Linked DNA regions of Sus scrofa: all the other regions are linked to region 1. Evidence: chromatin contacts called from public Hi-C and HiChIP or PLAC-seq data. All regions are on one chromosome and are shown on one strand. The core of a region is the stretch at or near the end of the contact, and the rest is flanking DNA. Distances in the headings are between cores, read along the strand shown. Region 1 holds the start of RUSC2 (iporin). Region 2 holds the start of TPM2 (tropomyosin 2 (beta)). Region 3 holds the start of RGP1 (RAB6A-GEF complex partner protein 2). Region 4 holds the start of TLN1 (talin-1).

Region 1 (4,270 bases), core at 1,677-4,176:
CCAAGAACCTAGAGAGTAGTTTATATCTAGACTTGACTCCTCTCTATGCAACAGATTGATGTTTCTCAGCAAATTGGTTTCTCTGCTACTCAGGCCATTTGGCAAGTAAAAGATAGTCACTTACTGGTCTCAAATGTCCATTATAAGTCTAACCATGAATAGTGTGTAGTTCTCTCTCCCACAGTTCCAAATTCTCAGGGGAGGGATTCCAGTTAGCCTAGTTTAGGTTAAGTCCCCACCCTGGACCATCTGACTATACAAACATGCAGTTCTTTATTGATCTTCCTTGCTAGTCCTAGCCCTCTCCACTTTGTCCCCCAAATTTTATTTCTAAAATTCATATTTGATTTATCACTCTTTCCTCCACCTGCAGTGTCTCTCCACTGCTTACCAGATGAGTCCCAACTCTTTAGTATGTCCTGGAAGGCTCTTCCTCATCACACCCCTGACCATCACTGCTGTGCTATCTCCATTGTGTCCAACATCTCAATCATGTCGGTTATATTGCCCCTTTGTTCTTTTAAACATACTGATTCCTGCACACCCTTTACCTCCCACTCCTTTTTCAAAGCTCAGCTCACATTACTTTTGCGAAGCCTGAGAATGCATTATACAGTATGACATATTACCTGTTTCCTTGACTGTGACCCAATAAGCCTGTGAGTGCGTAGAGCACAGGGCCTTAGTCTCTAACTCTTTCACAGAACCCTACAGGGGTCCTAATAACTGTTTGTTTAATGACCACCAGAGCCCACCCTTCTCTAGATAGAAGACAACAGAATCCTCAGTGTCCCACATACACCCTGCCTAGGAGCAGGAAGTGCATGAGTTCTGCTAAAGGAAAAATTACTGGAGTTCTCATTATGGCTCAGCAGGTTAAGAATCCGACTAGTATACTTGAGGATGCAGCTTTGATCCCTGGCCTCATTCAGTGGGTTAAAGGATCTGGTGTTGCCACAAGCTTCAGTGTAGGTCACAGATGCAGCTTGGATCTGGCATACTGTGGCTGTGATGTAGGCTGGCAGCTGTAGCTTCAATTCTACCTCTAACCTGGGAACTTCCATGTGCTACGGGTGCAGCCCTAAAAACACCAAAAAAAAAAAAAAAAAAAAGGAGTTCCTGTCATGGCCCAGCAGTTAACAAACTCGACTAGTATCCATAAGGACATGGGTTCAATCCCTGGCCTTGCTCAGTGGGTAGGATCCGGCGTGGCCATGAGCTGTGGTGTAAGTCACAGATGCGGCTTGGATCCTGCGTTGCTGTGGCTGTGGTGTAGGTCAGCAGCTGTAGCTCCCATTTGACCCCTAGCCTGGAAACCTCATATGCCATGGGTGTGGCCCTAAAAAGACAAAAAAAAAAAAAAAAAAGAAAAAAGAAAGAAAAACTTTTTTTTTTTTTTGTCTTTTGTCTTTTTGTTGTTGTTGTTGTTGTTGTTATTGTTGCTATTTCTTGGGCCGCTCCTGCGGCATATGGAGGTTCCCAGGCTAGGGGTTGAATCGGAGCTGTAGCCACCGGCCTACGCCAGAGCCACAGCAATGTGGGATCTGAGCCGCATCTGCAACCTACACCACAGCTCACAGCAATGCTGGATCCTTAACCCACTGAGCAAGGCCAGGGATTGGACCCACAACCTCATGGTTTCTAGTCGGATTCGTTAACCACTGACCAGGAACTTCCCCCCCAAAAAAATTATTCATGACACTTGTTAAAGAGTAGTAAGGCATACTTTAAGTAGCGGGGTGGAACCATGGAGTAGGTAGAGACCACTGCAGCAGAGTGTTGCAGTGGTGGACAGATTGAGCTCAACTCCGACCCCAACAAAGACAATGGTAATTTATCAGCCCAGAAACAGAGTAGTGGTAGAGGTCAGTGGGTGGAAAAGTACAGCCTTCGTCAATTTGGGCTGCTATAATAAAACACTTCAAACTGAGTAGTTTATAGACAAATTTCTCACAGTTCTGGAGACTGGGTTGCTAAGTGCCCTCTTGTCACAGACTTCTCACCTGGAGGATTGGGCTAGGGAGCTCTATGAGATCTATAAAACCACTAATCCTAATCCCGTGTGCTCCTCATGACCTAATCACTTACCGAAGGCCCCACTTAATCTTTGCAGGTTAGGATTTTAACATATAAATTTTGGAGGGATATGATCATAGCAGTTACCAATAAGAAACATCAGGAATAAGGGGGATTCTTAGTAGACCAACTCAAAAGAATTTTTGCTGGAGGCAGACCAAGGTGCTAAAATATCAAAGGTGGTCAGATACCAAGGGTGTTCGATTTTTCAACAAACTGATTTACAGGGATCCTTGCTCAAAACTGAATTGTACAGGGACACAGAGAGAAGCCCAAAGATGAGCCTAACCCCCGGGGGCAGACTTAGCCTGACTAAATTTTTGGCTGAAGGAGTCTTTGTCCATTCTAGATTTTACCAGGTTTTTCTTTACCCTGGCTATACAATGGGATACTTGAAAAAATATCAAAGCCTGGGAGTTCTCCTGCAACAGAGAGGGTTAAGGATCCAGTATTGTCACAGCAGCAGTTCCGGTCACTGCTGTAGCTTAGATTCATTCCCTGGCCCAAGAACTTCCATAAGCCCCAATCACAGAAATAAATAAATAAATAAACAAACAAATAAACCAAAGCCTGCCGCACCACCCAACCCCTACTCCACCCCACAGGTGATTCTAGTTCACTCGGTCCCGGCTGAGATCAGGCTTTAGTTTTCTTTTTCTGGTTTTCCCAAGAGGTTCCACCCGGGTGTCAGGCAGAGAATCGAGGCCTTAGCCAAAGGTGGGGGCACAAATGCACCTCCCTTCCACAGGGTGTTAAAGCTGCGCGAAGGTTCTCTGGGTTCCAGCACAAGGCAGTGCTCTTAACCCGGCACCACCCGAAGGGGCGGGGCGCCAGCCGCAGAGGGCGGGTCCACAGCCAAAGCCTCGCCGCTTCCCTCGCGGGAAAGCACTGCGCGTGACTCGTTGCGCCTATTGCAGCGGGAGCAGGGGCGGTGGGTGAGCCCTCGCGGGCCCAGCGGACCGAACCACGGGTCGTCCGGAGGGGCGGCATGAGGGAGACTCGGGTTGGACCATCAGCGCCACAGCTGCAGGGGGTAGCGGGCGTTACCAAGCTGTCTAGAGAGGCGGGGGACGTCTGCTTGTCCCGGCTGCAACGCGACCCCTGGAGTGCTCGAGACTACGTCGCCGCCTTCGCCGTGGGAGCACAGTGAGGCGAGAAATCAGGTAGGACGCTGAGGCGAGAAACCTGGGGGCGGGCGGAGTCCCGGAGACCCACTGCCTTCCCGTTGCAAACGATCCTTTAGGAGAAAGGCCCACCTATCCAGCCCTTAGCGCCCCCGCCCGGACGCTCAGCCTTTCCCCCTGGTTCCCTCAGGCCCACCCTCCCTCGCATCTTCTCCGACCCCCTCGAGCAAGCTCCATCTTCAGCCTGCCCTGACACTTCAGCTCCGCCGTACACTGAACCCTCAGACACCCAGGACCAACCATCCTTTCAGGCGTCTCCCCAGCTCCAAGCCAACCGTCTCTCAAACTGCCCTTCGGAGACACCCCCTCAGTTGACTCGTGCCCAGTAGTCATCGTTGTACTGCATCTCCTGTGACCGCCCTGCGGTAGCGCGGTAGCCCAGCACCCAGCCCGGGTCCTTTGCACCCTCCGCCCTTTTGGCCCCTGGTTGCCAAGCTGGTATCTGCATCCAGTTTTACCTTGAGAAAACCTTTGGCCTGGCAGTTTTGCCAGCCCCCTGCCACCACTCTTAACCTGCTGCAAAGGGCGCTGTCATCCCGTTGCCCAGGGCTGGCTTGGGCTTGCCAAGCTGGCCCTGAGGACATCAGGGGACAGCTCTGAAGGCAAGAACCATTCACTGTTCATTTTTATCTACAACGCCCAGCACAGTGCCTGGCACATGGTAGCATTCAGTAAATGTATGATGGGTGGGTGAATGAGCCCAATGCAGAGACTGTGAGGCAGAGTGCTTTAGAGGGGAAAATATCACTACCTACTTGACGGGGGGCGGGGGGGGGGCAATCTGGAGGGCTACTTGCACTCATTGGGAGCATAGAACTGAATATATGCAGTTTTCAATTCATGCGTCTGATTTCTTTTATATAGGAGCCTCTACATATCAGCGGTTTTCCCTTTATGTTCTGTTTACCAAAGTCATGACCCGGGAATTTTTACTGGTCAGTGCCTTTAGAGGCTGCCCAGATAATCTTGAGAGAGCTTTGCCGGGATGATCCCTACCCGATCCTCTGCTC
Region 2 (3,937 bases), core at 521-3,020, 140 kb after region 1:
CCGGGGCCATCTTCACTAGCAGCTGCAGGGCAGCTCCCTCCCAAGTGCCAGGACTGGTGAAGAACAAAAACCAAAGGCTGGAGGTCAGAGAAACCAATCTTGGGGGGCTTGGGGGGATGGGGAGCACGGCTAATGGTCAACACAAACCGTAGTGTCTTCTTTCATCTCGGCCGTTCAGACCATGCTCGTGCTAATCCCTGCATCCACCCAACCACAGGCTCATCTTAAACAATCCTGGGTGGAAGGCAAATGGGGAACCTGAGGCAGAGAAAGTACCATTGCCAAAGTCTTATGGCTGTTCTCCTACCTTAAGGTGGGGGCTGGGAAGAACAGGAGGTAGAGAAGTCTGGTTAGGGGGTGTGAGGTGGGCAGAGAAATCTCAGAGTGAACAGGAGCTGCCAAGGTGGTTGCCTTGGCATTAGTGGCCCTGTCCCTCTGCCCTGTGGCCTGGCATGGTCTCAAGACTGACAGCTTAATGAGGGTAAATGAGGGACCGTTAGAACCTGAGCTGGGGCGCCAGTACACAGCAGGGCCACTGGAGCCAGAGGTCAAGGCCAGGGAATTTCTAATGGCCCCCCAGCAGTGTAACTCAAGTCAAGGCCCATCTGTGGATTCCTCTCCCCTCCTCCTGCCTAACAGCACCTCCACCCACACCCCATACCCCACAAATGTAGCTTCAGTCTCCTCTCCATCTTCAGCTGGAAGATTAGTTGAGGTGGATGGTAAATTCTTGTGCCACCCGCCCCCGCGATGACTCACTGCTTGATCACTGTGCCTTCTAAGAGCTGGAACCAAATGGAATTAAAATGTTGTGTTCTCAGGGGGAAGTGGTAAGTGGTTTTGATTTACCCACTGTCTTGGATTAATTGTGCAAGCTTGCCCTGGCCTGCGTTCCTGAGAGGAAACCGTCTCTGTCCTGATGGTGAAAGTCCCTCTCATCCCCATGTCTGGAACCCCTCCCAAAGCACTGAGTCTCCTACTGTCCCCCCAGGTTCACACTCACGTCGGTGGCCTTCTTTTCAGCCTGCTCCAGTTTCTCCTGGGCATCCTTCACTGATTCGGAATACTTTTCCACCTCATCCTCCGTCCCTTTCAGCTTCTTCTGGAGGGCCTGCTGCTCCTCCTCCAGCTGGGAGAGAGATGCCTCAGTCAGCCAGGCCCAGGCCCAGGCAGGAGGCAGGGGTGTGTGTGAGGGGTACTAAGAGATATATAGAGGCTGACAGAGAGGAAGAGGGATAGCAGAGGAGGGTCAGGGCAGCTAGGGGTGTGGGAGGGAACTGGTGGGAGTAGAGAGAAAGCTTCCAGCCCCAAGGAGCAAGGCCCATCATGGCTCTGTAAAGGGAGGAGTGGAAATTAGGGGACTGGGGCTCCTCGGACGAGGGTGGGTGAGATGAAGTGTAGCTCTGGCTAGGGCCCTGGGGGTACTGTGAAGGCCCAGCCCCCACACTGGATGGTAGCGAGGCTTGGACGGCAGGCCAGAGGCTGGGGAGCACAGAGTGGCACAGGCTGCCCTTGTTGCGGATTGGGGACAGAGGTTACACAGAGCCTGGGACCCCCACCTGCTTGCAGCGGTCTTCAGCCTGCTTCTTGTCAGCCTCCGCCTGCTCAGCACGGTCGATGGCATTCTCCTTGTCCAGCTTTAGCATCTGCATCTTCTTCTTGATGGCATCCATGGTTGCTGTTGGGGACCGGCCGGCCGGCGGGCAGTGTGGACCGGGCGAACGGGACTGGCTGTGCTGACTGGGCGCACGGGTGGCGGACGAGGAGGACCTAGCGGGGCTGGGACGTCCCAGCCGCGCGGGCGCCTAAAAGGCTGGGAGGGACCGGGCGGAGCCGGGGGCCAGGACCCTCCCCCATTGCAGCCCAAACCTTGTAGGGGCAGAAGCACAGCAGGGTTGGGGGGGGCGCGGCCACCCCCTACGCCCACCCCTTCGGAACCGCCCCCTAGGGCTCCGCCTCTCCCTCACCCCATCCCCCCCAGCCGTCGGAAGGGAAAGTAGCTGGACGGTCTGCTGAGAAAGACACTAGCGCTGTGGAAGGGAGGGGACCTTGGGGCAGGGGGCTCCGTGCTTCTTCTGAGTGACAGCCTGGCCCGGTGGCAGCTGCGGCTGGGGCCCCTGAGGCTATTTCAGGGCTTGAGCTCACGGCAGCTGCCCCAAGCGCAGGGACCAAAAGGCCCCCCCTCAACTGCAGCAGCCGCTGCCCTTAATTTAGAAGTTTCCTGTAAATCCCCTCGGATTAAATGTCTCTTGGGAGGCGGGGCTCCTCCGCAGTTTGAGTGCCTCAGTTTACCCCAGTCCCAGATGCTGGGTTTTTGCTACGGACATGGTGGTGATAGTGGAGAGTCTTACCAGAGACTTGGGGAAACTGAGGTAGGAGGCGAGCCCAGAGCCCCGGCAGCCCTTCGGAGCGAGGACCGGCTTGTTGCCCCCGAGGGCGGGCCTGACCTCTCTTCCCCTCGCTTCCCCTTCCAGCCCCTGCCCCTGGAGCCAGGGCCCCTCCTCTACCATCGCCGAGCACGCAGAACCCGGATCCGCGCCCAGCCCGCCCCGCCCCCCACGTGCCCCGCATATTTTCCGCGGCCACTTCTGCCCCGCCGGACCCGCGCTCCCCGCCCCCATCCCCACCCCCACCCGGGACGAGTCGCTCTCCGTCCCCCTCCTCACCCCGCCTCGCGGTCCACCGGCCCCACCGCCCGCCCCCCACTCACCCCCACCCATCCCGATTTCCCCTAGCTTCCCTGTGCGCCCTCCCTTCTCCTTCCATTCTCCTCCCCTTCTCCCTGCGGACTCTCCTCCCTTCCCCTGTGGGCCAACTTTACGCTGAAATTTCTTTTCTGCCCTTTTTTGGGATGTTTCCCGTGGGGAGGCGGGGCCGGAATGGGGCAAGGAAGGCAGGGGCGAGGGCAAGAGTTACGGAGCTGCTGGGCGTCTGGAGCTGGGGGTGAGATGTTCCCTCTGACCGAGGCCGCCAGAAACAGCTCCCGGAGCCGGGAGCCGTGGCCTAGGGTCGGGAAATCGGAGGCACCCGTGCGAGGCTGTTTGTTTTCGCTTTTTCCTTGGGGTGGGGTGAGGGGAGAGGAAGTGGAGAGCCGCCTTGGGGTGGGGGGAGGGGAGACCAGGGTAGGCAGAGGAAGCCTCGCTCCCCAGGGGCAGGGGGGCGGGAGGCCTGGCTTTTGCTGGCTGGGTGGGAACCGTGGGAACCATAGGTCCACGGCCAGGGGAGGTGGGGGCGGAAATGTATTTAGATCTGCTTAGTGGACCGATGCTACACATGGAACAAACTTGACCTCTGTCCCCTCCTCACCCACCTCCCGGTCCACCGGCCCCACCGCCCGCTGGTGTTCACTCCATCTCCCTGTTCTCCCCAAACTCTTGGAAGAGTCTTCCATCCACCCTGTAGCCAGTGCCAGACCTCTCACTTCCCACAGTCCCTTGATCCTGTAGGTTCTGCTCCTACAAATGAGCTTCTTCCACTGAAGTCTCCTCCTCAGGCAGCTCCTTATATTACCTCCTGCCTGGGTCTGTTGTGAACTCCTGACTCCCCCAACTCTCCTCGACCTTGTTACACAAAGATCTTTGAAAAAGTTGGTACAAGTAGGACCCTAAGATGCTCCAAAAGCCCCTCCCTTCGCCCTCCCTCTTTTGCCAGTAAAAGTCACATTTCTTAATATGGTGTATCAGGCCCTTTGTTTTGGCACCTGCCTACCTCTCTAGCCCTACCTCCTTTCAGTTCCAACCTCACTCTCAGCACACAGATTTGTACTTCATGTAGCATTCATACTGAGCTAAGTGCAGGAGCTAGAAATCACCAAGCTTTTCTTAAAAGTTACCACCATTTTTTTTTTTTTAATTCATTTTTGGTCACCAACACTGGATCCTTTAACCCACTGTGCTGGGCTAGGGCTGAACATGAGTCCTGGTGCTGCAGAGACACG
Region 3 (4,161 bases), core at 1,217-3,716, 200 kb after region 1:
TGCTTACTACTCTGAGGCCAAGAGAACTCTGTGGTGCTAGAGCTCCTGATCAGAGTACTCCCAGTTCAGCTCCCTCTCAGGGCTCACCTTTCTCTCACTCCCTTTAGTGAGAGATTAGCAGCTGGCCCTTCCTGACCCATTTGGCCTTTTCCCTAATTTCAGACCCAACTTAAGAATTATTGTTTTGAATTCCTCTTTGTCTCACCCCTGCTTTCTCAAGGCAGGACCTCATCTCATTCCAAAGCCCCCTGTGTCAGCGATCTTCACCCTGTCCTGGCATGGGGAGCCAAGCCCAGGGGGCTGAGCACAGCTTCGGGCCTCTGTCATTCTTAGGGGGCTAGGATGCCTACAGGTTCTTGATCTCAATGTCCCCACCACATGCAACCCAGTGTGCTTCTCTCAGCACCCCTGTCGTAGACCCTATTTTGACTCAAAGCCACTTGGGGTCAAAACTGGGCTGGGTCAGTTTCAGAAGCAGCCTGGAGGGATTATTGTTCTCTGGGACAGGCCACCTAGAGGAACTGACAAAGGCATCAGATACGCGGGCAGTGCCAGGCCCTTCCCACTGCCTAGGGCTTGGGTTAGGTACGTGGGCTCTCTACCCCAGCCCCACAGCACTGACTGCAGAAAAGAAGGATGCCCTACGTTGAGGCTGCCAGGGCTGGATTTCCCAAACTTTAAGCCTCCCTCCCCAGCTCTGTGTTTACTCTGTAGACTGACTCAGGATGATGCTTTCTGTCCTACGGCCACTTGTTCCTGTTAATAGGTCTTGGCTCCATCACTAGTTTTTTGAATCCAGTGGGAATCGAGGGATCTGGAGGAGTTCTACAGTTCAGGGTAAGCTCTTGGAGTGTCTGCACCACTTGTGGGGGAGAGATAAGGAAATGCTCTGGAAGATCATTACTAAGCTCTGGGGACACCTAAGGCAGTGCCTCCCTGGCCAAAGGTCTTCTTTGCTTTTTATATCAGGGGCTGTCTATTCTAGAACATCTCTTATCGCCTGCCCTCTCTTTAGGGCTGAGAGCAAGCAGCCTCTCACACACTCCTTGGAGCCAAAACTGATGAGGAAAGAAGCTGATGGGCGTTGGGGCTGTAAAATGCTGTGCCGAAATGAGGGTCAATAAATATTCCAGCTGCTCAGGGGAATGTGGGGCTGAGAACGCCCCCCCCCCATGACACAACAATGTATCAGTACCATATCCCCTAGAATATTCTTTCCTATCTTGCCACAAAGTATAATCCCAAAGGGCAGTCTTTGGAAAAGAGGGAGTCTGTGAGACAGCCTAAATGGGTAAGACTGACCAAAAGGTCCACATGCTCCTGTTTTTTTTTTGCTAAAAAGATGAGTTCCTGGAAGGAAGAGGGTTGCAAAGAAATGTGACCTAATCTCACCAGCCGGAACCAGTGGTTTAGAATATGTTGGGGATGGGGCCACCAGACTAGAACAAAGCACCCCCCTTACTTTCCTGCCTCTGCTAGAACAAAGCCAGGCACAAGTTATTTTAGGCAATGGGATCTACTCACCTCAAGCCCATCCCAAAATGCTTTATCAGGTTGCTCAGGGAGATGTCGTTGGCATTAAAGGGTTTTCTCTTCTCTGCAAACTCATGAGCCAGGCAGATGCGCCAGCCAAAGGGAGGCACCTGGTAGCCCTCCGCTTTACCCTCATAGGAAACCATCAGCTGCCCAGAGTCCTCTGGATTGCTGTGGCTCGGCTCATTTTGGGGTTGATTGTCCTCAGGGTTCTGGCAGTCCGTAACCTGCGCAGTCTCAGTGCCTCCAATATCTTCAGGGTAATAAGTCTGCGGATCCCCTGTGGCACAGCTGGTCGGCTCCGAGGCTGGGACTCTGGTTCCCATGTTTCCTGGATCCTGGATCCCCACGACCTCGGTAGTCTCGGGTCCCGAGCTTTCTGGTACAAAGTATCTGGCCAGCCAAGCCCAGACGCGGGCGCGGACTGCTGTTAGGTGCCGTCTCCGAGGGCTGCCCGCTGGGGAAAGCTGAGGTGAGCTGGTGTCTCCGTGGAGCCGGGGAGCTGTGGCTGCAGCGGCGGCGGCGGCGACAGCAATAAAGCCGCCAGGGTCTCGTCCTCGGTCGTCTCTCTGGGCCCTGGGCGGGAAGGATCGGGCCTCGACGTCATTGGGCCGTGGTGATTAGCTGGCCCGGCCAAAGGGCGACTTTGCCCGCGGAGAGGGGAGGAGTCCCGGGGACCGGCCCGCCAGGCACCGCCCCCGGGACCCGCCTGGGAGCTCGCGGCAGCCTCGGTCCCGTCCCGGGGCTGCAGCACCAGGCCCCCCAGGGGTGGGCGCCGGGTCCCGCCGGCCGGTGTCGGGCAGCGCCAGCGCCGGGGCGCCAGCCCGTGGGAAGGTGACCCACGGCGGCTGGACCACTCGAGCCCCTTCCGGCCCAGCCGGCCCGGCACTTCCGGTCGGAAGGGGCTGGGAGGGGGAAGGAGGACCGAGGGAAGTCCCGCCTCTGCTGCGGCCGCAGCCAAGCACTTGGCCGGGTCCAGGAGAGGTGGGCGGCGGAGGGCCTCGGTGCACCAAGCCCCCGGTTTCGACCGTGCAAGGTGTTCGGGCCAGGGGCGCGAGGTGACGGGCGGCCCTTGCCCTGGACTGAGGCCTGGAACCTCGAGGGAAAGGGGCGGAGGCGGCCTGGGGGTTCTGTCGGGGTAGGGGGACTGACCGGGCGCTGAGAGGGGCGGGGGCCCGGGACCCCGAGCGACGCCCTCCCCCTCCGCAGTGCCGAGACACCTGCCACCGGACCTCCCTTCCGCCTTCCCGCATCCCAAATCTGGGCGCTTACCTCTGACACCGTGGTGCTGAACGCCCCGTTTCCTCGGTCTTCACCCCCGGGCTCGCCTGAGACACCCCTCCCTGCCGTGGTACTGACCTCTGACACCCCTTGTTTCCTTCCAGATCCGATTCCGGAGCTGCCATGATTGAAGTAGTAGCAGAGTTGAGCAGAGGTCCTGTGTTTCTGGCGGGGGAAGCGCTGGAGTGTGTGGTGACTGTCACCAACCCCCTGCCGCCTACGGCCACGTCTGCATCCAGGTGGGGATGCTGATACTGAAGACGGTGGTCCTTCTGGGAGGAAGCCTGGTATCTATAGTGCTGAGCTGCCTATAGCTACATCATCACTTTGTTGCTCATTGTGCTCTCATTGCAGGAAAGGGCTATTTAACAGGTGTGGGTGACATAACCCTCTACTCTCCTTTCTTCTCTCATCCCCCATTCTCCTTTTTACTCCCAATATATTTTTCCGGATTTAATGGTTTCTCTCTGGGGTTCTGGATTCTCTGGAATGGAGGCCATCCATCTCCCTGTGTTGACCTTCTCAGTGTGGTAGGGAGTTTGGGAGAGCCTTTGCGAGGTCAGGAACTCCCCTCTGATGTCCCCTTTTCCTCCTCCCATAGTGAGGCTCTGGCTTGGGCCAGTGCTCAAATCCACTGCCAGTTTCATGCCAGTGAGAGTCGAGTAGCCCTGCCTCCCCCTGACTCCAGTCAACCAGATGTCCAGCCTGAGAGCCAGACTGTCTTTCTACCACACCGAGGTTAGAGATGGGGCATTTGCCTTTGGAGGGGGATAAAATCATTGCTGCCCAAGGGTAAAAACTGTCCAATTGTTCGAGTGGGTCACTGAGGTCTCTTTTGCATTGGGGATGTGCAGGAGCATACTTGCTGCTTTAGGGGTGTAAAACTGTTCCTCTCTCAATAAGAAAAGAGGACTAGCTTAGTTTGGGTTGCCCTTTGTTGGCAGTGCTTCTTGCCCCCACTTGCTCTGCTACCCTCCTCCAGTACCAGACAATGGGGTCATTAAATTGCAATTTTTCTTTTTTTGTGTGTGTGTGTCTTTTTCAGGGCTGCACCCACAGCATGTGGAGGTTCCCAGCCTAGGGGTCTAATTGGAGCTGTAGCTGCTGGCCTACGCCACGCCCACAGTAACACCAGATCTGAGCTGCGTCTGCAACCTACACCCCAGCTCACAGCAATGCCGGATCTTTAACCCACTGATCGAGGCCAGGGATTGAACCTGCAACCTCATGGTTCCTCGTCGGATTCGTTTCCACCGCGCCATGACGGGAACTCCAAATTGCAATATTTCTTTTTTTTTTTTTTTTAGGTGAGAGGGGTCAGTGTATACTTTCCACTCCACCAAAAAT
Region 4 (4,283 bases), core at 907-3,406, 190 kb after region 1:
AGCAAGACCCAATTTCCTCTTTGGGTCCCGTTTCCTCTTTTCTGTGTGGGGAGTGGGGGAAGGGGATCTATAAGCAGACCAAGAAATTAAGGAGGCTTGGAATCAGGGAATGGCCCATAGCAGGGACCATGAGGACTTGACAGTTGCGTTGGGCTGGGGGCGGGGCGTTCGGCAGATGACCCGGTGCAGGTGAAGGAGCGGGTGAAAATGGCAGGAGAGAGCTTTAACATGACCGGCAAGCTCAGATGTGGGCGAGATCAAATGCAGGCAGGATGTGTGGATTAAGAGATGGGAAGGGAGGCCGAAGGCAGGCTGAGACAGATGATAAGATGAACACCACGGGAGTGTTAAAGGCAAGCGGAGTATTCTGAAAGTGGGTATGCATGACGGGTTGGGCGTGAACTGCAGGGCCAGGGAGGAGAGTTGCAGAGGAAGGCTTAGCATCTAGGGAGTGAGGGAACGGGGAGGCAGTAGGACTGAACTCTAGAGGATTAAGCCATCCCCTTCTCCCATGGCAAGCTTCCTTGGCCGGCCTTTCCCTTAACTGACCCACCAGGCCCCTCTCCCCTAGATAGTCCCCCATTTACTATGAAGCCTAGCACATCTCCTGGGTCCCTAACACCTTCCCACCTCCTACCTTGTAAATAACATGGTCCAGGAACCCCTGCCCCTCACCTGTGGTGGCCACAGCAAGAGCCTTGGGCTTAGAGAGTACAATGCAGCTGGAATCCCAGATGCCTGCAATTCTAGCTGAAGCTCAGAACCCTACCCTGTAATCAGTTTATCATTTCTCTGCGCCAAAGAAGCCCCCACGGCGACAGAGAAACAAGAGCCCTCCCTGCAAAAAAAAAAAAAAAAAAAAAAAAGAGCACCTGCCAATCTCTTAAATTTTACCTGCCTGAGGTCACCTACCCTGACCTCAGCCTATAACCCCTAAAACTGTCCTTAGTTCCCAACATTAACCCCGATCCCAATTTGTCTCCTGATGCCCAATACTGGCTTTAACATTCAGCTCTTTCCCAGCAGACACTTGAATCCAATCCCTGATCCCTAATTTTGATCTAAATTTTACCTTTAGCACCAAATCCCAACCTTACCCCTAGAGCTTGACCCCTGAACCTAAAGATCATGTGTCACTTGATTCCTGAGTCACTCCTTCCCCGTTTTACCCCTAACACTGGCTATGCCAACGGTCTCTAATGCCTAAAACTGGATCTCGAGCGCCGTTCCTGCTGCTGACCCTTAACCCGACCCTGGACTCTAACTCTGGCTTAGGCTGACCATCCTAGAACACAAAATAATGTCCTTAATCCAAACTTTACCTACCCAAAACGGACCTGACTCACGCTCATAACTCGAAATTTAAACCCCTAAAGCTAACCTTGGCTCCTAAACCCAATACCACCTAATCCCCAACCCACCCAGGGCGCTCCTACCCACATACCCGCCATCAGCCAACCTCAAAGCCGATCCCCGCCCTGCGTCGCACTGCCACCCACTCTTCACCCTCCCCCAAACCTATCCCAGACAGGGGGCTGCTCCCAGCAAGGGAGCAGAAAAGCCTCCCGCAAAAAGGCCTCTTGAACTCCCAGCCCAAGCCGAGAGACACTGGACGCTGACCTCTCCAACAGGACCCGAAACAGGAGACGCAGTCAAGTCAGGGGCCCCGCCCGCCTCCCGGGCCCGGCCTTGCGGCCCCACCCTGAGGCCCCGCTCGCGGCAGACCGGCCTACCTGCGCTGCCCGGCTCTGCGCCCCGCCCGCCGGCCCGCTAACCCGCTCGTTCTCCCGGTGGCTCTCGGGCTCCGGCCTCGCCCTCCCTTCGACACTCTCGGCCACTTCCGTCCGGGAACGTCCCCCGCCCGCGGGCGGCGCCCTGGGCCCGCGCTCTATGGTTGCGGGGACCGCAGGAAGCTGCTCTGGCCCCAGATCTCGATGCTCAGGAGCCGGCCGAAGACCCGCAGCCCCTCCCCGGCAGGAAGCGAGGGTGCGGCGCAATCCCAAGAAGACGCCCGAGCTGGGCCCGAGGTCCCGGTTGCGCGGTAGTCCTTCCTTTTCCTAGCCCGGGGCGAAGGCGGAGGCGGAGGCGGAGGCGGCTCGCCGGAATGCCCGCCCTCGGGGAGTGAGGGGCTGGCAAGGACGTCCCCTCTATTTGCATAGTGCCCGGGACGTGGCGTGCACCAAGGCCACTTCCGCGTCCGGGGAACTCCAAGTCCCGGGATGCCTCAGGGCTCGGTGCGTCACTTGTGTGGTGTTGGAAGTGGCTAAGACTCAGGCTGGGAGGCGGGTCGGGTTTGTGAGCCACCTCCGGCATCCAGGAGGAAAACCCCGCTTGCGGAGCCCATAGGTGTGGCCCACTGACGATCGGTGGGAGTCGTGCGTGGGGTTGGGAGTTGACTCCGGGTGTACTTCTGTGTTTCTGCTCATCCTTTCCGTAGATGTCTCATATGGAGCTGGGGTTGGACTCGGGTGACGATGACTTGCTGGGCTTCCTGTTAGAGGAAAGCGGAGGTCTGGGGGCGGCGCGGGACGAAGCCTTGGAGGCGCCCCTGGATTGGGAGCTACCACTTTCCGAGGTGGGGGGGGGCTCTGAGTCCGGGAGGCCCCGGGCGGGATGGAGGGGTGTCTCTGAGGCAGGGGGTGGTGATCAGTCAAAGTCTGTTAATCTGAACCCTGGGCAGGCATTGAGCGATTGGGACGTAGAGGATTTCCTGAGCTGCCTGTCGAGTCCCCCAGCATCGTTGACCGATTTTAGCCACTCTGACCCCTATCTTGTCCACCATGATCACACCTATTCCCTGTCACAGGAGTATGTCTCCATAGATCTAGGTGAGTCTGATAGAGGTGAAGTTTGGGGGAGGGGAGGGGACTATGGACCTGGCTGTTTATACTTTCCCTCTTGCAGATAATGAGGATTATGAGAAGGAAGGGGCCCAAATGACTTCCCTGCGTGTGGAGGCGCCCGCAGAGCAGGTAACTTGACTTGGTTTACAGGACGATTATTCCCACATTGACCGGGTTGGGGCAGGAGTCCGAATTTCTCTCTGACACCCTCTTGCACCTGTGCTGCCCACCTCTTGGAACCCCAGGAGATTGGTGAGCTGATACTGACGGAGGAGGAGAAGAGGCTTTTGGAGAAGGAGGGGCTTACTCTGCCCGGGACACTTCCTCTCACTAAGGTAAGACTCCCATTCGAGGAGCAAAGACTGGATGCAGGGGTTAAGTCCCTAGTAGGCTGACTCTGTTAATTTTATATCAGTAACTTGAGAAAGGACTGAGGCGAGATGCTGAGTCCAGCTTCGCAGGTAAGGGCTGAGGAACGGGTGCTGTAAAACTTGAGAAAAAGTTAGCATAAAACAAGACACAGAGACATTTATCTTAATTGCGGGTGGGAACTGGGGGACTCAAGGTCTCAGGGACCAAGAGCAGTGCCTCAAGAAACCACACTGCTTTTATTGTGCTCTTTAGGATTACATCAAGTGAGGAGGGGGTTGTAGGTGCAGGACATAGTTCTTTTATTATTTTAAAAGTCACATAGCTGGTAGCTGGTTAAGCTTTTATTCTGACCTTTAGGCATTAACAATCACTAGCATTGAAGAAGCTGGATATTAGCTCTCTGTGCATAGCACCTAGAGAATTATCATTGTGCTTCCACAGACAGCATGCCTATCTGCTGCAACCTGGCATGCCTAGGTTTGTACCTCCTTGCTGATGCATATTCTGCTAACGACCGCTCATAAACCCCCTGGGGCCTTGAGGCGCCTCTTCCTCTTATTTTAACAGGACGTATCATGCTGTGCAAACTGCATGCCTAGACCAACGCATTATGTCCTCATTCAGCTGACCACGTGAATACTTATGCCTTTTGGTCTTTGTTCTTAAGCTTAAATTATTTACTAGCATGGTGACTGTTTTTCAAGCTGGAATATGGGGTTAAGTAAAGCAGGACAAAATGGAATTTTCAGCATAGAAAATAGAAGCAAAGAGGCTAAGAAAAGATTGTAGAAACACGTCTCCTGACAGCGAGAGATTGGCACGTTTGTTGTTTGTAGGAAGCTGTAGTTAATATGCTGGATGCCGGGGCAGATCCTGGTTTTTGTAGGGCTTGTACAAACTTTGGTGTTCTCTTTAAGTAAGAATTCAAAATCATTAGTGTAATATTGGTATAGGGATTTGCAAAGTACTGTGGGAACAGGGGGGTCCTGACACTTAGATTTCACTAGTTTTACACTAATCCACCTATGGCTGAATGGTTAAGTTTTAGAATTCATCAAGGCTGGACTA

What was found. Hi-C and Micro-C count contacts between places; a contact is called where the count stands out from the background. HiChIP or PLAC-seq counts read pairs in DNA pulled down with a chosen protein or histone mark.
Region 2: a contact with region 1 is called in an H3K27ac HiChIP or PLAC-seq map of alveolar macrophages. The contact joins the promoter of TPM2 here to the promoter of RUSC2 in region 1. A contact is called at or near these places in 5 of 47 Hi-C or Micro-C datasets (adipose tissue, embryonic fibroblasts, epiblast stem cells and 2 more) and 2 of 2 datasets of contacts at active chromatin or transcription factors (alveolar macrophages and skeletal muscle).
Region 3: a Hi-C map of liver shows a contact between it and region 1, with 4 times the contacts expected there. The contact joins the promoter of RGP1 here to the promoter of RUSC2 in region 1. A contact is called at or near these places in 1 of 5 promoter capture datasets (liver), 3 of 47 Hi-C or Micro-C datasets (heart right ventricle, liver and skeletal muscle) and 1 of 2 datasets of contacts at active chromatin or transcription factors (alveolar macrophages).
Region 4: an H3K27ac HiChIP or PLAC-seq map of alveolar macrophages shows a contact between it and region 1. The contact joins the promoter of TLN1 here to the promoter of RUSC2 in region 1. A contact is called at or near these places in 5 of 47 Hi-C or Micro-C datasets (embryonic fibroblasts, fetal liver, heart right ventricle and 2 more) and 2 of 2 datasets of contacts at active chromatin or transcription factors (alveolar macrophages and skeletal muscle).

The regions. Positions count from the first base shown.
Region 1 is chr1:236,262,989-236,267,258 of Sscrofa11.1, forward strand. It overlaps RUSC2 (iporin), which reads left to right and starts at 2,927. Exons shown (of 12, transcript XM_001927812.5): 1 at 2,927-3,239.
Region 2 is chr1:236,407,846-236,411,782 of Sscrofa11.1, forward strand. TPM2 (tropomyosin 2 (beta)) reads right to left here and starts at 1,771. Exons shown (of 9, transcript NM_001129947.1): 1 at 1,560-1,771; 2 at 1,004-1,129. The coding sequence starts at 1,673.
Region 3 is chr1:236,465,830-236,469,990 of Sscrofa11.1, forward strand. RGP1 (RAB6A-GEF complex partner protein 2) reads left to right here and starts at 2,467. Exons shown (of 9, transcript XM_003480545.4): 1 at 2,467-2,591; 2 at 2,919-3,053; 3 at 3,416-3,552; 4 at 4,122-4,161. The coding sequence starts at 2,938. GBA2 (glucosylceramidase beta 2) reads right to left here and starts at 2,058. Exons shown (of 17, transcript NM_001258385.1): 1 at 1,525-2,058. The coding sequence starts at 1,859.
Region 4 is chr1:236,448,822-236,453,104 of Sscrofa11.1, forward strand. TLN1 (talin-1) reads right to left here and starts at 2,157. Exons shown (of 57, transcript XM_021065688.1): 1 at 1,734-2,157. CREB3 (cAMP responsive element binding protein 3) reads left to right here and starts at 2,447. Exons shown (of 9, transcript NM_001123220.1): 1 at 2,447-2,575; 2 at 2,681-2,828; 3 at 2,905-2,972; 4 at 3,089-3,178. The coding sequence starts at 2,447.